Linked DNA regions of Mus musculus: all the other regions are linked to region 2. The links are chromatin contacts, called in public HiChIP or PLAC-seq and Micro-C maps. All regions are on one chromosome and are shown on one strand. The core of a region is the stretch at or near the end of the contact, and the rest is flanking DNA. Distances in the headings are between cores, read along the strand shown.

Evidence for each region. Hi-C and Micro-C count contacts between places; a contact is called where the count stands out from the background. HiChIP or PLAC-seq counts read pairs in DNA pulled down with a chosen protein or histone mark.
Region 1: a contact with region 2 is called in a Micro-C map of embryonic stem cells, with 6 times the contacts expected there. The contact joins the promoter of Ap1m1 here to the promoter of Large1 in region 2.
Region 3: an H3K4me3 HiChIP or PLAC-seq map of neural tube shows a contact between it and region 2, with 9 times the contacts expected there. The contact joins the enhancer-like site here to the promoter of Large1 in region 2. A contact is called at or near these places in 11 of 39 promoter capture datasets (3T3-L1-derived adipocytes, the C10 cell line, cranial neural crest and 7 more), 7 of 115 datasets of contacts at active chromatin or transcription factors (VIP interneurons, embryonic limb bud, embryonic stem cells and 3 more) and 1 of 9 other capture datasets (embryonic stem cells).

Annotation. Positions count from the first base shown.
Region 1 is chr8:72,238,670-72,241,369 of GRCm38.p6, reverse strand. It overlaps Ap1m1 (adaptor-related protein complex AP-1, mu subunit 1), which reads right to left and starts at 1,352. Exons shown (of 12, transcript NM_007456.5): 1 at 1,127-1,352. The coding sequence starts at 1,168.
Region 2 is chr8:73,352,118-73,354,825 of GRCm38.p6, reverse strand. It overlaps Large1 (LARGE xylosyl- and glucuronyltransferase 1), which reads left to right and starts at 1,286. Exons shown (of 15, transcript NM_010687.2): 1 at 1,286-2,360.
Region 3 is chr8:74,499,573-74,502,272 of GRCm38.p6, reverse strand. No RefSeq gene overlaps it. Among named protein-coding and RNA genes, the nearest start is that of Isx, 370 kb to the left of the region's middle. Within about 2 kb of position 1,357, at least 6 of the 459 cell types and tissues checked have an H3K27ac peak or open chromatin away from gene starts, as enhancers often do. A contact at or near this core is called in neural tube, where this site is marked.

The DNA.
Region 1 (2,700 bases), core at 103-2,602, 1.1 Mb after region 2:
TGTCTCATAAAACCAAGAGAGGGAAAAAGTCAGATTCTGCTGGGAAGTACAGACAGGCAGATCCATGCGTTTTAACGGTTCAGGCAGCCTAGCTCAATCAGTCTAGTGACCCGAGTTCGATAACAAGAGCCCATGTAAGAGTAGCAGGGGTCTCCTTCCTCCACACACCCGCAGAAACACACAAATGAAGATTTCTTTCTCAGATAACGCTGGGCAAGATGCCAGGGTCCTGTTTCTGTGCAGGGCCTTCATGTCTCAGCAGTCTTTGTTATTCCCAGTCAGGATAGCTCTCCCTGATTCTTCAGTTGCAGCTGCTAGTCCATTATGAAGACATGGCCCCAATAGGTATTCATCTATTTCTGTTTTTTCCAAGTGACTAAGTTGAGCTATGACAGATTAGGCTAACCCACGGTGGCCCTGGGCTTAGCACCTGCCTGGCGAGGATGCTTCCAGGCCGCTACTTCCCAGTAATCAGTGTGACTCTAGGCACTGTTTCCCCCTCTAAAACCACACTTTTGTTTGTTTTTGTTTTTCGAGGCAGGGTTTCTCTGTATAGCCCTGTCTGTCCTGGAACTCACTTTGTAGACCAGGCTGGCCTCGAACTCAGAAATCCGCCTGACTGCCTCCCGAGTGCTGGGATTAAAGGCGTGCGCCACCACGCCCTTCTTAAAACCACACTTTTATCATCCGCTTCTCTTAATGTCATAGGAAGCTCAGTGGCTCTAGGGAACGCTGAAGCCTGTGGAGCGAGGGACCGACCTAAGGCCATAGTTCCCGCCACGCCTCTGGCCAAGGGTCGCACGGTCCCCGGGGCGCAGGGTCCTGCTACAGGAGTTCGCAGGAGAAGCTAGAGTCCGGTACCCAGGCGAACAAAAAGGGAAAGGGGCAAAGCGGACAGTTACCTAGCAACCGCAGCCCACCAAGTTGGCTAGCAATGGGGCGGGACTCGCGGAAAGACCACCGCCCATTTCCTAGTAACTTGGTAGGGCTGGCAAGTGAGGCTGCCCCGCCTGCCTGACGCCCTAGCTGGGCTGGTCGGCCAGTTGCCTAGCAACAGGGTGGGTCCTGACAGGGCGAGGGCCCGTTGGTTGCCTGGCAACGCGGAGGGTGGCGAACCCTTCAGTACCTTGCCCTTCAGATCCAGTACGTAGACGGCGCTGGCGGACATGGCGGCTTTGGAAGGTCTCGGCAGTAGCCGAGGGCGGCGGCAACGGCAGGAACTGCGGGCGTTCAGCAAGGCCCGGCGCGCCCCGAGACACTTCCCCTCCACTTCCGGTCCATGAAGCAGCGCGTGGACCGTTATGTCCGGTCTGAAGGGAGCCGCAAGTGCGCAGGCGCGTAACTGAGTGCAAGCGCAGTAGGAACTTTTTGGCAGTATTTTTCACCCATAGCTCAAACGGGCCGGAAGTCAGGGGGCGTGGCCTTCCTGAAGAGCGGGGCCTGGAGGACCAGGGCGGGGCAGCTTTGTCATTACTCCTTGTACCTGAAGGACTAGCTGTGGAATGAAGGTGGACGCTTCCAAGCCTGTTGCTGTGAGAAGACGCTGAAAGCGGAACCGATTTGGAGTTGAGCCTTTTTTTTTCTTTTTCTTTTTTTGTTTTTTCGAGACAGCCTTGCTTTCTGCAGAAGTCAAGTAAACTAATATCCCGTCACTGACTGTGACTCGCCGTTAGGTGGCGCTTAAAGGAAGTCAGTCTCCCAATGGCAATCCAGCCTTATCAGCAATCACTTGTCACTGTCAACCTCTCAACTGACTGGGCTTCACCCGTCTTGCCCCAGTGAACCCAGGGTAGCACGTGTGTAACTTAGCCTGTGCCTAATTCACAGTAAGGCTGAGCCGGGCGTGGTAGCTAGCGCACGCCTTTAATCCCAGCACTCTGGAAGCAGAGACAGGCGGATTTCTGAGTTCGAGGCCAGCTTGGTCTACAAAGTGAATTCCAGGACAGCCAGGACTATACAGAGAAACCCTGTCTCAAAAAAACAAAACCAAAGTAAGGCTGATTAAATTTTAATTCTGCCATTCTTCTTTTTTCGAGACAGGGTTTCTCTGTATAGTCCTGGCTGTCCTGGAACTCACTTTGTAGACCAGGCTGGCCTTGAACTCAGAAATAAACCTGCCTCTGCTTCCCAAGTGCTGGGATTAAAGGCGTGCGCCACCACCGCCCGGCAAATTCTGCCATTCTTAACCACCTTTCTGCCACCGAGAGATCAAAGGAGCCCATCAACACTCCTCCCCGCCCCAAGGGCTTTTTTTTGTTTTTTACTTTGTGTGGTTTTTTACTTGTGTGACACATAGTGAAAGATTCCCGAAGGGAGACCCTTACTCAGACACTTAAGTCCCGGGACAGCCGCGTACCCAAGAAGACACTGAGACCATACATAAAATGTAGAAGGTAAGATTTAATAAAGCAGCGACATGAAAGCACACAGACCAGAGCTCTGGGGTCGAAATAAAGCAGCAACATGAAAGCACACAGAGCTCTGGGGTCGAAACTCATACACCTTAGCACAGGGTAGAGGAGTCTCGACAGTCAGCCAAAATTTTTCACAGGCTTATATAGTAAAACTCAAAGGGGGAGAACTGGGCAGGAAAAGTACAAGTTTACATCACTAGGGAGTTCTGCCAAAGGAATCTAGGTAACTAAGGAGTCATGTCCTATCAAGGAATCTACGTCAGGAGGCCTTTATCTCAAAAATGTT
Region 2 (2,708 bases), core at 37-2,536:
GGTGGTAAAAGGGGTCCTGGCTTCTAGAGAACGCAGGGAAGCCGAGAGTGTCGAGCAGGTCAAAGGACGGTCCAAGGGTGTAGGTATCAAGGCCAGAGCTGGGGATGAGGGATGGGATCAGAGAGGAGCTGGATCTTCGAATGCGAGATTAGAGTGATGCTCCACCTCGGGTAAGATAGTCAGCTCAGAGTCCCGAGATAGGAAGCCCTTTCTAAGGCATCCCACCTCTCTCCATCCTCCCCAGCCATTAAAAGACAGTGGGTGGGCTGCCGGAGGAGATAAGCGCAGGGGAAGACAGAGATTCAGTGGCTCCTACGGATTGGGGGAGGTGGGGACTCTGGGGGAAGGGGCCCCCAGAAGCCAAGGGACCTAGTTGAGGAAAAAACCCGGAAGCTGGATCGCAGTTTCGGAGCTCCGTCTTCCAGTGGGAGTAGACCGTCCGCTCTGGTCCTCTTTCTCACCCAGGCTCTGCTTCAGCCTCAAGGGAGGGTATTCTCCCAAGGGACATCCCATCCCCTTTACTATAACCAAATCTTTCCGCTCCTTCCGCAGTCCGGGCGGACTCTCCGCATCCTCACCTTCCTCATCAACATCCGGAGGCTTAGATGTCCCTTTAGTGGACGTTGAAAGCGGGGCTCTGAGCAAGAGTAAAATTAGAAAGGAGGTGCATCTATGCGTGTATATATGGACACAAAAATGTAGTTTCCTCTGGTGAGGGGGACCAGAGTCTTGCACAGGATTCTTGGATCCAGAATCCAAGCAAGATGATGTCAAACCGCTCAAATCGGGCCTCTTCACAGCTCTGGCTGCCCCATGACCGGTCAACCTAGGGGAGAGCCGCGTTCCCAACCGAAGGAAAAGCAGGGTAAACTTCCTACTTCCCCCCAAACCGTTATTTTGTAAAAGGAGTGGCACGGTGACCCACCCTGCTCGCAAACCGGAAGCAACAATTGCGAACTCAACCCGCCTCTCTTCACTCTCTTTCATCCAAATCTGGGGTAGCCGGAGTCCGGGAAAGAAGGGCGGGGAGCTCCAGCTAGCACCCTTTTCCCGAGACCCGGCCCGGGCTCCGGGCTCCGGGTGTTTCATCCGCCTGCGTTCCAATGAACCAAGGAGCGGAGGGAGGCGCTTGGTCGTAGGCGTAGCCTAGGCAGGGCGGGCACTAGAGACGCACATTCCTGGCGCTACCCATTGGCTGTCCATGCGATCACGGGGAGGAGGCGTGGCCCCGAGGCGGGCTCCGGTCCCGCCCCCGCTCGGAACCCAGCCCAGGATCGCGGTCCTTCCCCCTCGCCCCCCAGCTGCACAGACATGACACAGACACACAGTCACTGCAGCTGCCGAACGAGCCCGACGCTCTAAGCACGCGGCGGCGGCTGGACTAGCCTGGAGCTCCAACACCAGCGCCCGCCAGCGCGCTCCCACGCCGGTCCCCGCACAGCGATTCTCTCCCGGCCCCGCGCGGGAAGCGGGGATCGCGCGCCTGTCCGTTCGCGGCTCCAGGCTGCCCACAGCGTCTGCAGCGGACGAGCGGCTCCAAACCTGAGCGCTCCGGGAAGCCGGCGCGTCTCCAAGGTGGCGGCGGGGGCTGCCCGCCCGGGCTCCCCGCACCCATCGGGCTGCGTCCCGCTCGCGGCGCCCCGGCGGCCGTGACCTTCCAAGGAGCATCTATCCCGGCCCCGCGCCCCCGGTCCCGCGCCCCAGGCCCGGGCGAGGCCCTCTTCAGCGCCCGCTTCTCGCGGAGCCGCGGGCGGGCGGCGCAGGCCCGGGGGGTGGGGGGGAGGGTCACCGCAAGCAGCTACGGTCGGTCCCAGTGCTCGTTCGCCACGCTGGTCTCTCGGTCCGGCTGAGCTGCCTCCAGCCTCCTGCCTCCTGCCTCGCCTCTTCTCCGTGGCTGGGGCTGCCGGTGTACTTGCCTGGCCGGGCCGGTTGCGGGCAGGCCCTGCCCTGAAGGGGTTAAGCGGTCAGGGGCGCGGAAGGTGAAGCCGGCAGAGCTGCGGCTCCCCGTTTCTTCCTGGCGCTGGTTTCCCGGATCCAACCCAGGGCGGCCCCCAGGCCCTTGCCCATGCGAGGCGCCCAGGGCTTGGAAGAGTCCTTCTGGCGTAGAGCAGCTCTCGGCAGCCGCCTCGGAGGAGGAGAAAGAAGGGAGAGTGCTCAGTCCCGGCAAGGCGGACCTTTCCTATTGATATTTGGAGCCCAAGGCTGTCCCGAAGTCTGTGCTTGGCACCGTCGGTCGGTCGGGTTAGAACAGCTCCAGCTGGGATCTCCACCAGGACCCACTGCACTTAGTAGGCGTCAGTGGCACCACGCGGTTCAGCTCTTTCGGAGTGTACCTCTGCCTGGATGTAGTCAAGGCCAAGGTAAGAGCCCTGATGTGCGAGAGAACCATCGTGGGAACGCTTTAGTGAGCAATGCTGGACAACTTATCCAAACCTGTGGCTGGTACCCGGTGTGCTTAGGATGCTAGTAAAAAGGATGGGCACACCGTTTCTGACTTGGCTTTGAGTCCCGGAAAAGCAGGAGGTGGAAGACCCCAATCTCTAGTGTCCCCAGGATCTGTCTCAGGGCCTGACATGCTCTTAGGTGTACAAGATATTGATAGGCAAGAGCGAGTTGGTGTGTGTGTGTAGGGGGCAGGTTCTTAGTAACACCTGGAGGTATTGTTTTCCCGCCACCCTGGGACCCTTCCTGCTTTTCTTCGACGTTCA
Region 3 (2,700 bases), core at 108-2,607, 1.1 Mb before region 2:
TCAAATCTGTATTTTACTCAAAATCTGAGTTTTGCAGGTCATTTACACAAACTCCCTCAGTCCTTAGTGTGTTTATTCCTGTGGAAGTCAGAACTAACCAACCCCATAATTAGACAAGATTATTGCTAGTTTTTCCATCACCTGATTTGGTGTGATGGAAAACTAGAAAACAACATTTCATGCTCCAGTTGGTACTGGCTGAATACCTGGGCTCACAATTTGGAAGTACTGTGCTCTCAGCCAGGCAGCTTTTCTCAGTACCACATGCTTACTGGGAACTTCCAAGCATTGTTGGGATGATCAGTTTCTGTAATCTCCAGCAGCATTACAAGCAGCCAATTAACATTAGTAGTTATTATTATGTCAAAATATTGGTTATTAACCACTTTATCAATGGACAGCTTGGACTGTTTCATTCTTTTCTTGTGAGATGGTCTCTGCCTTCTAATAAACAGATCTTCACCTTCAACCTGTGATCCACAGATAAAGAAAGGTCTCTTCTCCTCTGTGTCAATGACAGTTAGGCTGTTCTTTTGGGATATTGATGGGAAAATGCACCCCCGTCCCTGAGTTCTCTCTACACCTGTGTCTATGGCCAACTGCCTCTTCATCTCCTCTTGACAAGAGATAGGACCTATTTTTCTGTTGTTTGAATCCAGGCTGGCCATCAGACTCAGCTTTTTCTATTTCCACTATATTCTGGGAATATTGCCATCACTGCCTTACAAGCCCAGGAAACCCTCCTGCATTGGTAGCAAGCCAATGTCCAAACAATGTGAATGAAAGTTTTGTAGATCGCCAATCCCCAGTGACTCACCACAGGACCAAGACATGAAGGGAAAACCAGCTAAGCACAGCCCAAACAGACTTCTAGACTTGTAAGATGAACAAACAAACAAACAAACAAACAAACAAACACACGCTGTTTACTATCTCTTTGTCCCTCATGTTTGGAGCTGTTTGTTATGTTGTGTTGTTGTGCCTGTGGATAACTGATACATGTTTGGGCTTGTTGTGGTTGCACTCAGTATGTATCACACTGGAAAACAAAATTCAATTTATTCAATACCATAAGTATTGTACTCCTCTGTCCCATTGCCCAGCAAACCCTCAACTTATAATCTTTGTCCTTATCTCTCTTGTGCTCTGCTCCTAAGCTCAAAGTGATTTCCTCACCTTCCATTTTTTTTTTCCCTGCCACCTCCTCGGTAAGACTGTGGGAATCTTAGCATAGCCCTGAGGCTTTCTTGCTGCTGCTCTCAATTTCAAAGGACATTTGATTCTGGCACAGCCACACAGTGCTGGGCTTAATGACATCTTAGTGCTCCCACTAGAAAAAGCCCAGCTTTTTCCAAGGGTATATAACTTAGCTATATATGATCCACTCCAGGGTAAAACTGAGCAAACAAGTCCTACCACCCAAAGGCGGTTTTGGGTTTTAAATTATGAAATAAATCATCCTGAACTTTTATGTTTTCTTGGGGGTTTGTTTTTGTTTTTCTCTCTTGGCTCCAAACTTCCACAGTAGCTTTCCACTTTGAGATTATTTATTACTTGCTTCTCTTCTCCCTTTGAGTGTATTTGTTTTGTAGAAAGACAAATCACCCCTTACCCTGGAACCTGAAATCTTGTGCCAGGTGGAGCATATGGGCTGGGAAAGGGTCAAAAGTAAAGCAGTGGGGGGTGAGGAGCATGGGGGGTTAAGCATCACTCAGTCGGTGGGCTAAGAGCTCAGCTGCTAGAGGAAGGAAAAGATTCTCAAGCCATGCTAGTTCCTGGACATGGCTTAAAATCAAAATTTCTTGCTGTTCAAGTCCTGGCGTGAGCTTCCCTGCTTTTCCTATGAGACACAGATCTTGGTTCACTGAAGACTCTGTAAACAGTCTTCTTACTCTGAAGACCCATGTCCATAAAGCTTTACTGCATGAGCTATACCATAAAAATTAGAGATTTCATTGCTATGGAGGTTGTAAAGATATTTTAATGCTGTGGTTTCCAACTGGAGGTCAGGCATTGCTTGGAACCTACAAATATCTTTTTAAAAGGGGATTCTCACAGCCTTGAATGATTTAGGATTATCTATTGAACATATAGATCTAGTTTCTCACAAATTCATGGTTGTTATTTGATACATGTGCATAGTCACCAGATGTTGTTTTGAATAATGATTTGAAAGCATCTCTAAGGACATCATATATTTTGCTCATTACACTTGGTTCAATATTAAATACAGCAATTTATTATGAGGGAGGAGCTTCATTTTATTTTATTTTTATTTTTAGGTTATGAAGGAGCCTTTGTACATGTAACCTACTGGAAACAATGTCCAGATATGAAGGGTGTCAGGAAGCCTGGGTATTCCAATTAGGCTTGCCTAATGCTCGTGGGATTGGATGTTTTCCTACTGAAGATGTTGTCTAGGTTTATACATGGGGCTTAAGAAGGCTACAAAGGCTGTAAGTATGAAAACCATAACAAAATAGTCAGTGGCAGGTTTCTGACTGACTGGGAGTTCCAGCCTCTAACTATGCAGTAATTATATTGAGTGGCAATCTTGCTACTCATTAGAAGTTACCCACAGGTTATGCTTAATGTTGTTTTTCAGTTTGGTAGATTTAGAATCACCTAGGAAACAACCATTTGGTTTTGCCTGTGAGGGCTTTCTGTAGAGATTTAACTGAGAAAGGAAGGCTTAACCCT